2 separate regions of the Mus musculus genome follow, and region 2 is linked to region 1. A link is a contact called in public promoter capture Hi-C data. All regions are on one chromosome and are shown on one strand. The core of a region is the stretch at or near the end of the contact, and the rest is flanking DNA. Distances in the headings are between cores, read along the strand shown.

Region 1 (5,883 bases), core at 902-3,401:
GAGTAGAGAGGTGCAAACCCATCGGGTTCTCTTCTTTGCATACTAATTTGCCAGTGGAGAGGGCAAGATATACCTCATAGACCCTTTGAGACAGAGCTGAGACACAATGGTGTGAAGGTCTTGCAGGAGGCTTCTTATCTCCATACCTGGAGGCTTCCTACAAACTAACGGATGATCCAGAACTAAGAGAGCTACCTTCTTACCCTGGGGGCTGATCGAGCAGCAATCCAGCCTGGGGTCCTCCAAGAGCAGTGGTTGTCAACCTGTGTGCCTCACCCCTTTAGAGCCTAATGACCCTTTCAAAGGGGTTTCCAGAGATCATTGAAAAACACAGATATATGTATTATGGGTTCACAATAGCAAAATTACAGTTATGAAATAGCAACAAAGATAAATTTATGATGGGGGTCACTACAACATGAAAAATTGTGTTAAAGGGTTGCAGCATCAAGAAAGTTGAGAGCCACTGTGCTAGAGGCTGCCTTCCCTTATTCTGCACTTAGCATTCTGCCCTCAAGACTGCCTTGATCTCCACTGAGCTGAGTATCTTTGGCTGGGACCCATATGGCCCTGGGGTTGGTTGGGTAAGCATTTACCACTGACCTTAAATGCTTACTAAGTGAACATTGGAGGAATGGGGCCTACACATAACAGAGCTGGGTGAGTTTGAAGCAGTCTAGACTGTCCTCTGTCCCCAAAGAGGCTAGGTTCTGCCCACCACCCACAAAGAGAAAGGCTGCTGGAACTTAAAGGAATCAGACCCTCCTTCTTCATCAAAATCTCTAAAAAAAACCGTGATGATTGACAACTTTAAAGTCTGGATTTGAGCCACACCTAGAGCTATCCTTTCCCTCTGACTTCTGCAATGGCTATTGTGACTTCTCTAATAACATCTATCCCCAAGGGTGGCCTAAGGATTAAATAAAATACTTAAAATGTTACCCGTACGTCCTAGGCAGTCCATATATTTTCATTCATTTAGGTGTGGAGTCCTACATTTAAAGCCTCTGGGCAAAAAGGGACCTAACAGAGGTGCGAAGTTGACATCCCAGTAACCAGAACAATTTTAGACTTGCTAGACTGCAGCAGGAGCGGGAGGGGAGGTCTAGGGTAGATCATTGTTGCAGCGGGAGAGACACCTTCCTGGTCTGGAGGGTGGAGCACCCACAGGTAGGAGTATAGGTTTGGCGGAGGGAAGTTGAGGGCGTTCCCGTGCAAACACCTTTTGTGCAGGAGGCCAAAGAAAGGGCAGAGTGCTTGCCAAAGGGGGCAGGAAACGCCTGTAAGCAAGTGAAACCTTCCTAACCCTTCTATGGTTGGTTGTGGGAAGATGAAGTTTTATCTCTACGGAGTTTGGAGAAAGCGGAGAATCTTGCCCGCAGAGGGCGCAAGAGCAACGTACCCCGACCGCAGAAAGACGTGGGGAGCGGAGTCTTAGAGATTAGAGGACGCCAGGCCTTAGAGGGCAGGGGGCGTGGCAACTGGAAAAATGGCGGGGGAAGTTGTGTGTAATAGTCCTGAGTGGTGGGACTGCTAAAGCAGCATTGGGTGGGTTAAGGGACAGTCAGCGAGGGACAAACCAGAGGGAGGTGGGAGATAGGTGGAGCGTTTGGGAGAGTGAGGGGCGGGACATGGGCGTGGTGCGGCGGGATTCGCCACTGAAGGATGAGTACGGGGCGTGGTCTGAGCAAGGTGGGGAACCACAAGCGCTCCGGTGGGCCTGCCCCACCTACGTCTCCCTGGGCCCCACCTCTTTTCCGGCCAGGAGAGTTTCTGCGTGTACCTGAGTTTCGGTGTGTACCTGAGTTTTTGGGTCTTGGGTTGCCATGTTGGAGCCCCTGCGGCAGAGGTTCCCGCGTGAAAGCGGGGACTACTTTATGCAGAGCTGTCCACTCTCAGCTCCTGTGGGTATCTGAAGGAGTCCCCAGGGAGGATCAGCCCGCGGCTTTCGCAGCCGACTCCCCTAGAGGGTCGTTTTGGTCTACAAAAGTCCTAGCATCCTGTTTCTCCTTCGGCTCCTCCCCGATTCCCTCCCCCCACAGTGTTCCCAGCCTCGCGCGCTCCCGGAGCCCACCCCCTCTTTTGGGCGCCAGGCCCCGCCCCCCGCCCCCTTTCCTCTGCCTCAAAGTTTATTTGCAACAAAAGGGAGCAGAGAGCTAGCTGCTTAGAGGGAGGGAAAGGGAGCTGGAGCGGGAGCTCGAGGGGAGGCAGGCGGGCCGCCGGGCTTGGCAGGCGGACTTTGAGTGCAGGAACCGAGCCTTAGGCCCCTCACCGGCAGGACCGCGATGTCCCTGGCCTCTCCCGCAGAGGCTAAGGCTGGGCCTGGGGTCGCCGCAGGGGCGAGAGGGGCCGCCCAGGATGGAACTCCTGCCTTTTGTAGCCGCGGAAACTTGATCTTCGACTGATAAACCTCTGCTCACGTCTCCGCACCCTCCTCCACAGCCGCCGCACGCTGCGGGTGCAGGACCCAGGCTCTCGGACCGTGGCCACTGCGCGCCCTCGGAGTGGGAGTGCAGGGGGGGTTGGCCGCGGCGTCCCGAGGCCAGCCCCCCCGGAGTGACTAGCACCAACCATGGCGGACGGGTCACCTCGACCCCCACTTTATCGCAGCGTCTCGTTTAAACTGCTGGAGCGCTGGAGCGGCGGACCGGGGCCGAGGGAGGAGGACGCGGACACCCCTGGGTTGCGGCGCCGAGCTTCGTGCCGGCCAGCCGCGGCAGTCCCGGGCCAGCCCTCCCGGCGCGTGTCCAAGCTGGCGTCGGGGCCCCCGGCCGCCCCCGCGCAGCCGCGCCCGCTCCGCAGCCTCTCGCCATCGGTGCGCCAGCTCTCCCGGCGCTTCGACGCGGCGGGTCTGGACGACGACTCCACTGGTACCCGGGACGGGGGCTGCTCCTCCGGCACCACAGAAGAAGCTGCGGAAGGCTCTGAACGTGGGGCCTGGCCCAGCGTCACAGAGATGCGCAAACTCTTCGGCGGTCCGAGCTCCAGACGACCCAGTATGGACTCTGAGGCCCTGGGGTCGACCAGCCCCGACAGAGTTTCGTGGGAGCCCCCAACTCGCGATCCCCGGCAACCTCCGACGCCACCTCCTCGAACGTGCTTTCCTCTGGCTGGCCTGCGTTCTGCGCGGCCGCTGTCCGGGCCCGGGATCGAGGGGAGGCGACGTCGGCAGCACCAGCAACAGGAGCGGGCGCAGCGTCCGGCGGATGGTTTACATTCTTGGCATAGCTTCTCCCAACCGCAGGCCGGGGCCCGGGCCTCCTCCTCCTCCTCCATTGCCTCCTCCTATCCTGTCAGCCGCAGCCGGGCTGCTAGTTCCAGCGAGGAGGAAGAGGAGGGACCGCAGTCGCAGCTTGGGCCTCAGAGTCCGGCCTACCTCGGCGGCCACTCTTCGGGCAGTGACGAGGACCCAAATGGTGAGGATGGCCGTCGCTGGAGAGGGAGAGGTCTCCGGCCTGGACGCTCTCAGTTGGTTCACGGCTGCAGCCAGGACAGTGACGAGCTAAATCCGGGAGGCTTGGGATCAGCGGGGGGTGTCGGGAGCCCCGAACCTCCGACGTCTCCAAGAACCTCAATGGATGAGTGGGGTACTGGTACACAGCCATGCCTCCCAGGTCCCCAAGAGAGCTTAAGGCCTATGTCCGACACTGGGGGTGCACCTTTCCGTGTGGCTAAGGTGAGCTTTCCTGCGTACCTGGCCAGCCCAGCTGGCTCCCGAGGAAGTAGTCGCTATTCCAGCACAGAGACCCTCAAAGATGACGACCTATGGTCAAGCCGTAGTTCTGTGGGCTGGGGTGTATATCGATCCCCAAGTTTTGGAACTGGAGATGGGCTTCTTCTGCGGCCCCAGACGAGGTCCCGCAGTAAGGGACCTGTAGGCACTGCCAGGCCGCTGAGGGATGGAGGACTGGACCTAGATAAGAACCGACAACGAAAGTCCCTATCGAATCCAGATATCGCCTCTGAAACCCTGACGCTGCTCAGTTTCCTTCGTTCAGACCTTTCAGAACTGAGGGTCCGAAAGCCCAGTGGGGGCCCTGGGAACAGGCCCCTAGATGGCAGAGACTCACCATCAGCAGGTAGCCCAATGGAACAATCGGAGTCCACACTGTCTCAAAGTCCAACGTCACCCACCACCCGGCCCACCCTCAAGGACCTGACAGCTACCCTACGCAGAGCAAAGTCATTCAGCTGTTCGGAAAAGCCCATGGCCCGGCGCCTGCTCCGCACCAGTGCCTTGAAGCCTAGCTCCTCAGAGCTCCTACTGGCAGGTTCTGGGGCAGAGGAAGACCCATTGCCACTCGTGGTCCAGGATCAGTATGTACAGGAAGCCCGTCAGGTTTTTGAGAAGATACAGCGAATGGGTGCACAGCAGGACGATGGAAATGATGTCTGCCCTACAAGTCCTGACTGGGCAGGGGATATGACCCAAGGGCATCGGTCTCAGGAGGAGCTCTCTGGCCCTGAGTCCAACCTGACGGATGAGGGCATTGGAGCAGACCCTGAACCTCTTGGTGCTGCCTTTTGCAGCTTAGATCCTGCAGGAGTGTGGCGACCCCTTTCCTCTACTTCAGCGCAGACAAACCACCACCTTGGGGCCGGGACAGAAGACAGCCTGGGTGGGAGGGCCCTTGTGTCTCCTGAGACCCCTCCAACTCCAGGTGCCCTCCGCAGGAGACGAAAAGTGCCACCTTCAGGCCCTAATGGAACTGAACTAAGTAATGGGGAGGCTAGTGAGGCCTACAGGTCCCTGAGTGACCCTATTCCACAGCGTCATCGGGCTGCCACCTCTGAGGAGCCCTCAGGGTTCTCTGTGGACAGCAATCTTCTGGGCTCGCTGAACTCTAAGACAGGGCTTCCAGTGACCCCAGCTATGGATGAGGGCCTGACCAGCGGCCACAGTGACTGGTCTGTGGTTAGCGAAGAGAACAAGGACTATCAGGAAGTCATTCAGAGTATCGTTCAGGGGCCTGGTGCCTTGGGGCGTATGGGAGAAGACAGGATTGCTGGCAAGACCCCCAAGAAGAAATCTCTGAGTGACCCTAGTCGCCGTGGGGAGTTGACTGGGCCTGGATTTGAGGGCCCAGGAGGGGAGCCCATTCGAGAAGTGGAGCCCATGCTGCCTCCGTCCAGCAGTGAACCTATCCTTGCAGAGCAGTGGACAGAGCCGGAAGACCCTGCTCCTGCCAGGGGCAGGGCACAGTCAGAGAGGTCCCTACCTGCCCCACCTGCCTCCTCCACTGCCCACCATGACTTCCATCTTGACCCCAAGCTGACCAGTGTTCTCTCCCCTCGGCTCACCCGTCGAGGCTCCAAGAAGCGCCCAGCCCGGAGCAGTCACCAGGAGCTTCGGAGAGAGGAGGGCAACCAGGACCAGACTGGTAGCTTGACACAAACTCGGTCTTCCTCCAAACATGTTCGCCACGCCAGTGTGCCTGCCACCTTTACACCTATTGTGGTACCCGAGCCTGCGATGTCTGTGGGACCCCCCGTGGCTGCGCCAGAGCCTGTGGGCTTTCCTGTTAGAGGCCATCCCGCCTTGCAGGCACCATCACTTGAGGATGTGACTAAACGGTACATGCTGACCCTTCACTCTGGTGACGTTCCTGCCCCAGGTCCTGTGGACCTACCCTGCTTGCCTCCTTCTGCACCGCCCTCCACTGAGACCAAGCCCTCTGGGGCTGCCAGGGCAACTCCAGATGAGCCAGCCCCAGCGAGCAAGTGCTGTAGCAAGCCACAAGTGGTAAGTCCTTTGGAAGGAGACTGAGGGAGGGTGCATGAGAGCCATGGGCACCAACCTGACAGGAACTGAGTACTCATTAGGCAGGCTTCCAGAATCTGTCCTGGAATAGAGTTAATGGCACCTGGCTCCTGTTACCTCAG
Region 2 (5,883 bases), core at 2,437-4,936, 1.2 Mb before region 1:
AACCGTTGAATGGGCACATGGATTTTTTTCATAATGTTTTGAGGCAGGATCTGACTCTGCAGTTCAGGGCAAACTGAACCTCACTTTGTGTCCCAGGCCGGCTCCTTTGAGTAACTCCAGTTCCAGTGACCTAGCAGCTTCCTCCTCCTGCATGCTGGGATTACAGGTGTGCACCACCCCACAGCGGGGAGGTGCTTTTTATATTAATACTCCCTGTCAAACTGTGGTTCAAAACGTAGCCAGTGTGCCCTCTCACCACTAGTGAAAGAAAATGTTCCTTGTCCCACCCTTGTCAATGCTAGTTACTGTTTTCCTAGATCATTTTTCTCTGTCTTGCTTGTTTGTTTTGTTTTGATTTTTGAGGCAGGGTCTTATGCCACCTCGGCTGGCTTCAAACTTCCTGAGTGGCTGAGATGACCCTGAAATTCTGATTCTCCTGCTTCTACGTCCTGAGTGCGGAGATCACAGGTGTGCCCCACGTCTAGTCTTCTGGTCTCTTTCTAACTTTCATGTGAGTGGTCTGGAAGTGTAAGCTACTGTGCCATCACCACTCTGAAAGCTTTCTTTTGCACTTTATTGCCATCTCTGCTGTGCTGCTGCCAGGACCTGGCACAGAGACTCAGGAGACTGAAATGGATGTGATTCAGAGAAAGGGTGGACATGGCAGTGCCTACCTGTGGTGTAAGGCAGGAGGCAGGAGGCAGGAAGATGGTGGGCCAAAGGCCATCCTGGGATATCATGAGACCCTATCTCAAAAACTAAAATAAGCAATTTGCATCATTGATGTTGAAGTCAGGCAGAGGTGAGATTCCCCAGGGAGGATGGACCAGAAGATGGCTTCTCACATCAGAGAAGCCGGAAGGGGAGCCCAAGCTTACAGAACAGACTCCTGGGGGCTCCTGGGGTTCTTTGCTTGTGGCCCTTAGGCTCAGTGAGAAACCCTGGAATCATTTCATATTAGCTTTTAGGCTTATCCCAGCTTAGCCTAGCTCTGGTGAGCTTGCCAGCAGAAGACACTCATGTGGGACCTTAGTCTCTCATGATGGTCATGTGGGTATCCATCTATTCAGTCATTCATCACTCATGACTGCAGTTGCCAGCTCGTGTCAGGTCCAAGCTGCTTCCTAGAGTCTCCTTCCGGGCTTTGTCCAGGCTCACATCCATGCCCTGTTTATTTCTGTCTGCCTCTTCCTTAGACAATCTGCCTGCCCCCTCTCAGCCCTGCTAGCGCATTTACCACAGAGCGGGAAGAGCAATGTCTCTAAAGCACAGCCCTGGTTACCGTCCTTACCTGCTTAAAACCTTCTGTGTGGGGATGGAGAGGGAGCATAGCAGTTAAAGGAATAGACTGCTCTTGCAGAAGGCATGAGTTCAGTTTCCAGCACCCACATCAGGTGGCTCATGGCTGCCTGGAACTTTGACTGTAGGAAGTCAGATGATTCTAGCCTTGGTGAATCCTGTCCTCAGGTGCACATACCCACATACAGACACACAAATATATACATAATTAAAAAGAGAATCTTTAAAAAAAATTCTCTGCCAAAACTGATGGAAAAGTAGCTCAAAATACTGAGAAAAATGCAGAAATGAGAATTATGAGAGGAAAAAAAAGATAGTATATCTTAAAAGGCATGGGTGCTGGTGTTAGAGAGATAGCTCGGCAGTTCAAGACACTTGCTGTTCTTGCAGAGGTCCCAGGTTTAGATCCCAGCAGCACAGGCTCTCAAAGACCTTTATCTCCTGTTCCATGTGATCTAATGTCCTGCACACATGCACTGTATGTAAACTCATTCTCTCTCTCTCTCTCTCTCTCTCTCTCTCTCTCTCTCTCACACACACACACACACACACACACACACACACACACGCTTCACACTCACATAATTTTTAAATCTATAAATAAATAAATAAATAAATAAATGCCTCTATGGTGGCTCATACCTTTAATGCCAGCACTCAAGGCCAGCCTGGTCTACAGAAAGAATTCTAGGACAGCCAGAGGTACAAAGAGAAACTCTGTTTCAAAAAGCAAAAGCAAAACAAAACAAAACACCCAAAACCAAAAAGCAGAGAGGGCTTGCCTATGCTGCACAAGTCCCTGTGTTTTGATTCCTAACACCTCCTAGACGTCAAGTGTGCTAGCATGTGCCTGAAGTCTCAGTATTCACGGAGGGAAGGAGGATCAGGAATCCAAGGCTACACAGTGAGTTCCAGGCCAGACCGGGATACACAAGACCCTGTCTCCAAACAAAGCAGCAGACTGAAGTAAAACATCTCTCTGCACCCGGTGGCCGCCTCACCTCAGCCTGCTCCTCGCCTCAGCCTGCTCCTCGCCTCAGCCTGCTCAATGATCCTGCCCCCTGGGACCTTTCCCGTCCCTGCTTGGCGCCTACAGTACAGAACAAAGTTCCAGAGAGGCTCTGCCATTTCCCTGCCCTGAGCTGTCCTGACCTCCTCCTCTTCCAGGCCTAGCTCAGGGCCCACCTCTTTCAGAAAGCCCCAGAATCCTTTGGGGGCTCTACATCACTTTGTGCTGACTTCTCCTGAGCGCCCCAAGCCCCACCCCTGACCTGTGTAGGAACCGGCAGTAATCCCTGATCTCAGGCCAGGACTAGGCAAAGTCACCCGAGTACTTGCTGATGAAGGAAGTAAAATCTACAAACACCCAGCTTCAGGTAGACCTGCAGATGCTCATGGGTAACTGGGCTGGGATGGAGAGACTGGCGTCCATGTGTTCCCTTTTGAGTCAGGTTCTGTCACTCTGAAGGCAGATATGTCAATCACCTCTTTGGGCAGGGTGATTTTTCTGCCCTCCACTGCCAGAGGTTTTATAGCAGCCTGAGCATTGGGAGCAGTGAAGCTCAGGTCTCACAGCTTCAGCTGCTGAGCCCTCCATGTCCTTCAGGCAAGATGATGACCCCAGTCAGTAATCCCGGAAAATCCGTGGAAGCCCACCTCTTCTCTTGTCCAGACAGCGCACCCTATCTGTCAGCGCTGGCTCCCGTCCATTAGAGAACGGAAGCCTCGCTAAAGCCTGCCTGTGTCCACCACATACCCTCATTTCTACAGTCACTTCTGGCCTCCTTTTGCTCAGTCTGTGATGGAAGACTCCCCTCCCCCCAGTCTCTGGTAAACAGGCTAAGAGGCGGTGTGAGCATTGCCAATCAGACAGCACCTCAGAGTAAATAGATTGCTTTCCTTGGTGACCAGTGTCACGGGGGAAATGCAGCAGAGATTGGTCTGGGACACTGGGAATTCTCCCTATTTCATTTCATTTCATTTTATTTTTTTTTATCTTATTTTATTGAGACAGGGTCTTGTTAGGTATCCCAGGCTGGCCTCTAACTTAGTCTCTGGCACAGGAGAGCTGAATCCAGCTTAAAAATCCCTTTCCACAGGCAAGGGAGCTGCATCCCCTATCCTCTGACCCTCGGTTTTCCTTTTTCTGGCCCTCACTCAACAGTTCCTTCAGGGAATATGACCCCAAGGCTCTCCTCAAAAACCCCAAACTTCCCCACATCCACAAACCTTCCTGGGATCCAAGGATCCCTAAAACTATTAATACCATAGATTTTAAATCAAAAAAGTTCCCTCCCTGCTCCCTATGCGAGGAGGTGAGGTAGCCTTCTGGCCTTACCTAGCCTTCTCCATGGCGGGCAAAGCTGACCTGGTCTCCTGGGATAGACAGGGCAGGGAGGGCAGCTTTCTCTTTTATACTGTCTATTCCCTACCCCTCCTGCTGTCGCCACACAGCTGCTCAGAAATGTGACACTCGTCTATTTCAAGCTGTCTCCTTGTCAAGGCTCAGGAACACTAGCCTCACCCCAGTGTGACCTGGGCCAAAGCTCTTCCCAAAACAATAAGAGCTGCCGAATACAGAGGTGTGGAGGGCAGTGTTGGGGGTGTTGAGGAGATGGGGCTGCAGCCCTCTCACCAGGCTTGGTTCTGGACTCTGATCACCCCAACTCCACACATCTCTCCTTCCATTTTGTTCTGTGGTGGTGGTGGTGGTGGTTAATTGTTGTTGTTGTCTTAATACTTTCTTTCACAAAGTCCAGGCTGACCTTGATCTTGAAGCAATCCTGTTGCCCCAGCTTCCCTGCCGATTGCTAGGGTTATAGGCATGTACCACCACAATGCATGTTCTTTTTTTTTTTTTTTTTTTTTTTTTTTCAAATTTTTATTAGGTATTTTCTTCATTTACATTTCAAATGCTATCCCGAAAGCCCCCTATATCCCACCACCACCCTGCTCCCCTACCCACCCACTCCCACTTCTTGGCCCCGAAGTTCCCCTGTACTGGGGCATATAAAGTTTACAATGCATGTTGTTTAGGGCAAGCTTTGTTCTGCCCTAAAGAACCTAGCTTCCTGCTGGATCTCTGACTCACCGTGTGACCTGAGAGGATGCTGCCCCTCTCAGGATCCCTGACCCACACGTGACCAGATTTGACTCCACTTCTTGGAGTTCCGGGTGCTAGGATATAAGAAAATCCCCAAGCCATAGGCTGCCCCCACACAGCATCTGCTGTCCCAGAAACTGCAAGTACCTGAATTCCTCCCAGAAAGGGAGGATGGGGTCAGGAGGGAAGGAAGGGATCACTGCTGGACATAGTTTGTTTTTCTCTTTAGCCTTCAGGAAGGATTGGAGGAGAAAAGAGGCTTTTGGGTGAAGGAAACTTTATTTGGCTGACAATATGAGGTGGTAAAGGGTGGTGATGGGTAAATTCATGAGCTGGACTGGAGAGGCCTTATCCTATGCTAATGGTGGCCCCAACAGGAGGCATCTCTAACCCTTGGTGTTAAGAACGTCCCTCCTTCACCTTCCCGCAAGCTGGGTCCTTCTCCCATTACACCCAACTGGGCATCTGAACTCAGAACTAGGTTATTTATAGTCAAGCACAAGGGAGGTGCGAGAGAAAGCTGTGTTTACAAACATGGGTTCAGCTGAGCCGGAGAAGTCTGGAAAGGGAATGTCTGAGGGGGTGGAAGGGGTGTGGCTGTTCCTGGACGGCTAAGCACTGAATGTCATAAATTCCCTTCTACCCCGGCCCTTCGGACCAGGGTAGGAGACAAAGAAGGTTAAGAGTAGGGAAGGAAGTGGGGGTGGGGTGGAGGGTTGATGCTGGTGCACGTGACCCAACGTGTGTCGTATGCAAATTGTATGCAAATAAGACAGATTTGGCGACTTAACTAGCGTAATGAACAAGGAGAGATCCTCGTGGGGCTTCGTGGCCTGGGGGTCTGAGGGCCATGGCCCGGCCCAGGGCCACCGGAGAAGAGACCAAGTCTCACAGGTCTCTCCCCCAACTTTGACTTAGTTCAGATCTTACAGAAAGAACCTATCATCCAAACGAAGGAGAGTTTTGCCCCTCAATCACCCAAGGACTCTGCCAGTTCAGCTCCCACGCCCCTGTCTGTTGTTGGGGAAGATAGGTGTCGGGTTACCAGTCCAGGGGCTATAGTTAGCCCCGGGGACTTTGTCCAGCTGTTTGTTCAGGATCTGCGATCTGCGAGCGCCTGCCGGCACTTCAGCTCCAGTCAGCCGCAAAGAACCATAGCCCTGGGCCGGGCCGCTCTCTGTCTCAACTTCTTCCAGGTGGGTTCCCATCCCTGCCCCGCCCAGCCCCGCCCCTCTTGCGGCAGAGTCATATAAGTGGCCCACCTATACCATCGCAAAGAAGTCCTGGAGACCCTGGGTGTGGGGCCATCTTGTAGTCATAGACTAGGGCTGACATGGGGACAATAAAGTCTGAAGCCACATCCATCCTTAAACTCATCCTCAGCTTCACCCCTCATCCCTCCTGAGTTCCAGTCCTTGACTAAGGACCCTCCTAGGCTGAAGGAAGGAAGGTCCTGGAGCCCATCCAAGCCAGCACTCCCC

Evidence for each region. Promoter capture Hi-C pulls out the DNA fragments that hold promoters and counts their contacts.
Region 2: a promoter capture Hi-C map of embryonic stem cells shows a contact between it and region 1. The contact joins the promoter of Art1 here to the promoter of Arhgef17 in region 1. A contact is called at or near these places in 3 of 39 promoter capture datasets (embryonic stem cells, liver and pre-B cells).

What each region holds. Positions count from the first base shown.
Region 1 is chr7:100,928,429-100,934,311 of GRCm38.p6, reverse strand. Arhgef17 (Rho guanine nucleotide exchange factor (GEF) 17) reads left to right here and starts at 2,151. Exons shown (of 21, transcript NM_001081116.1): 1 at 2,151-5,743. The coding sequence starts at 2,573.
Region 2 is chr7:102,099,546-102,105,428 of GRCm38.p6, reverse strand. It overlaps Art1 (ADP-ribosyltransferase 1), which reads right to left and starts at 3,686. Exons shown (of 5, transcript NM_009710.4): 1 at 3,638-3,686. Art5 (ADP-ribosyltransferase 5) reads left to right here and starts at 5,200. Exons shown (of 5, transcript NM_007491.2): 1 at 5,200-5,598; 2 at 5,786-5,883.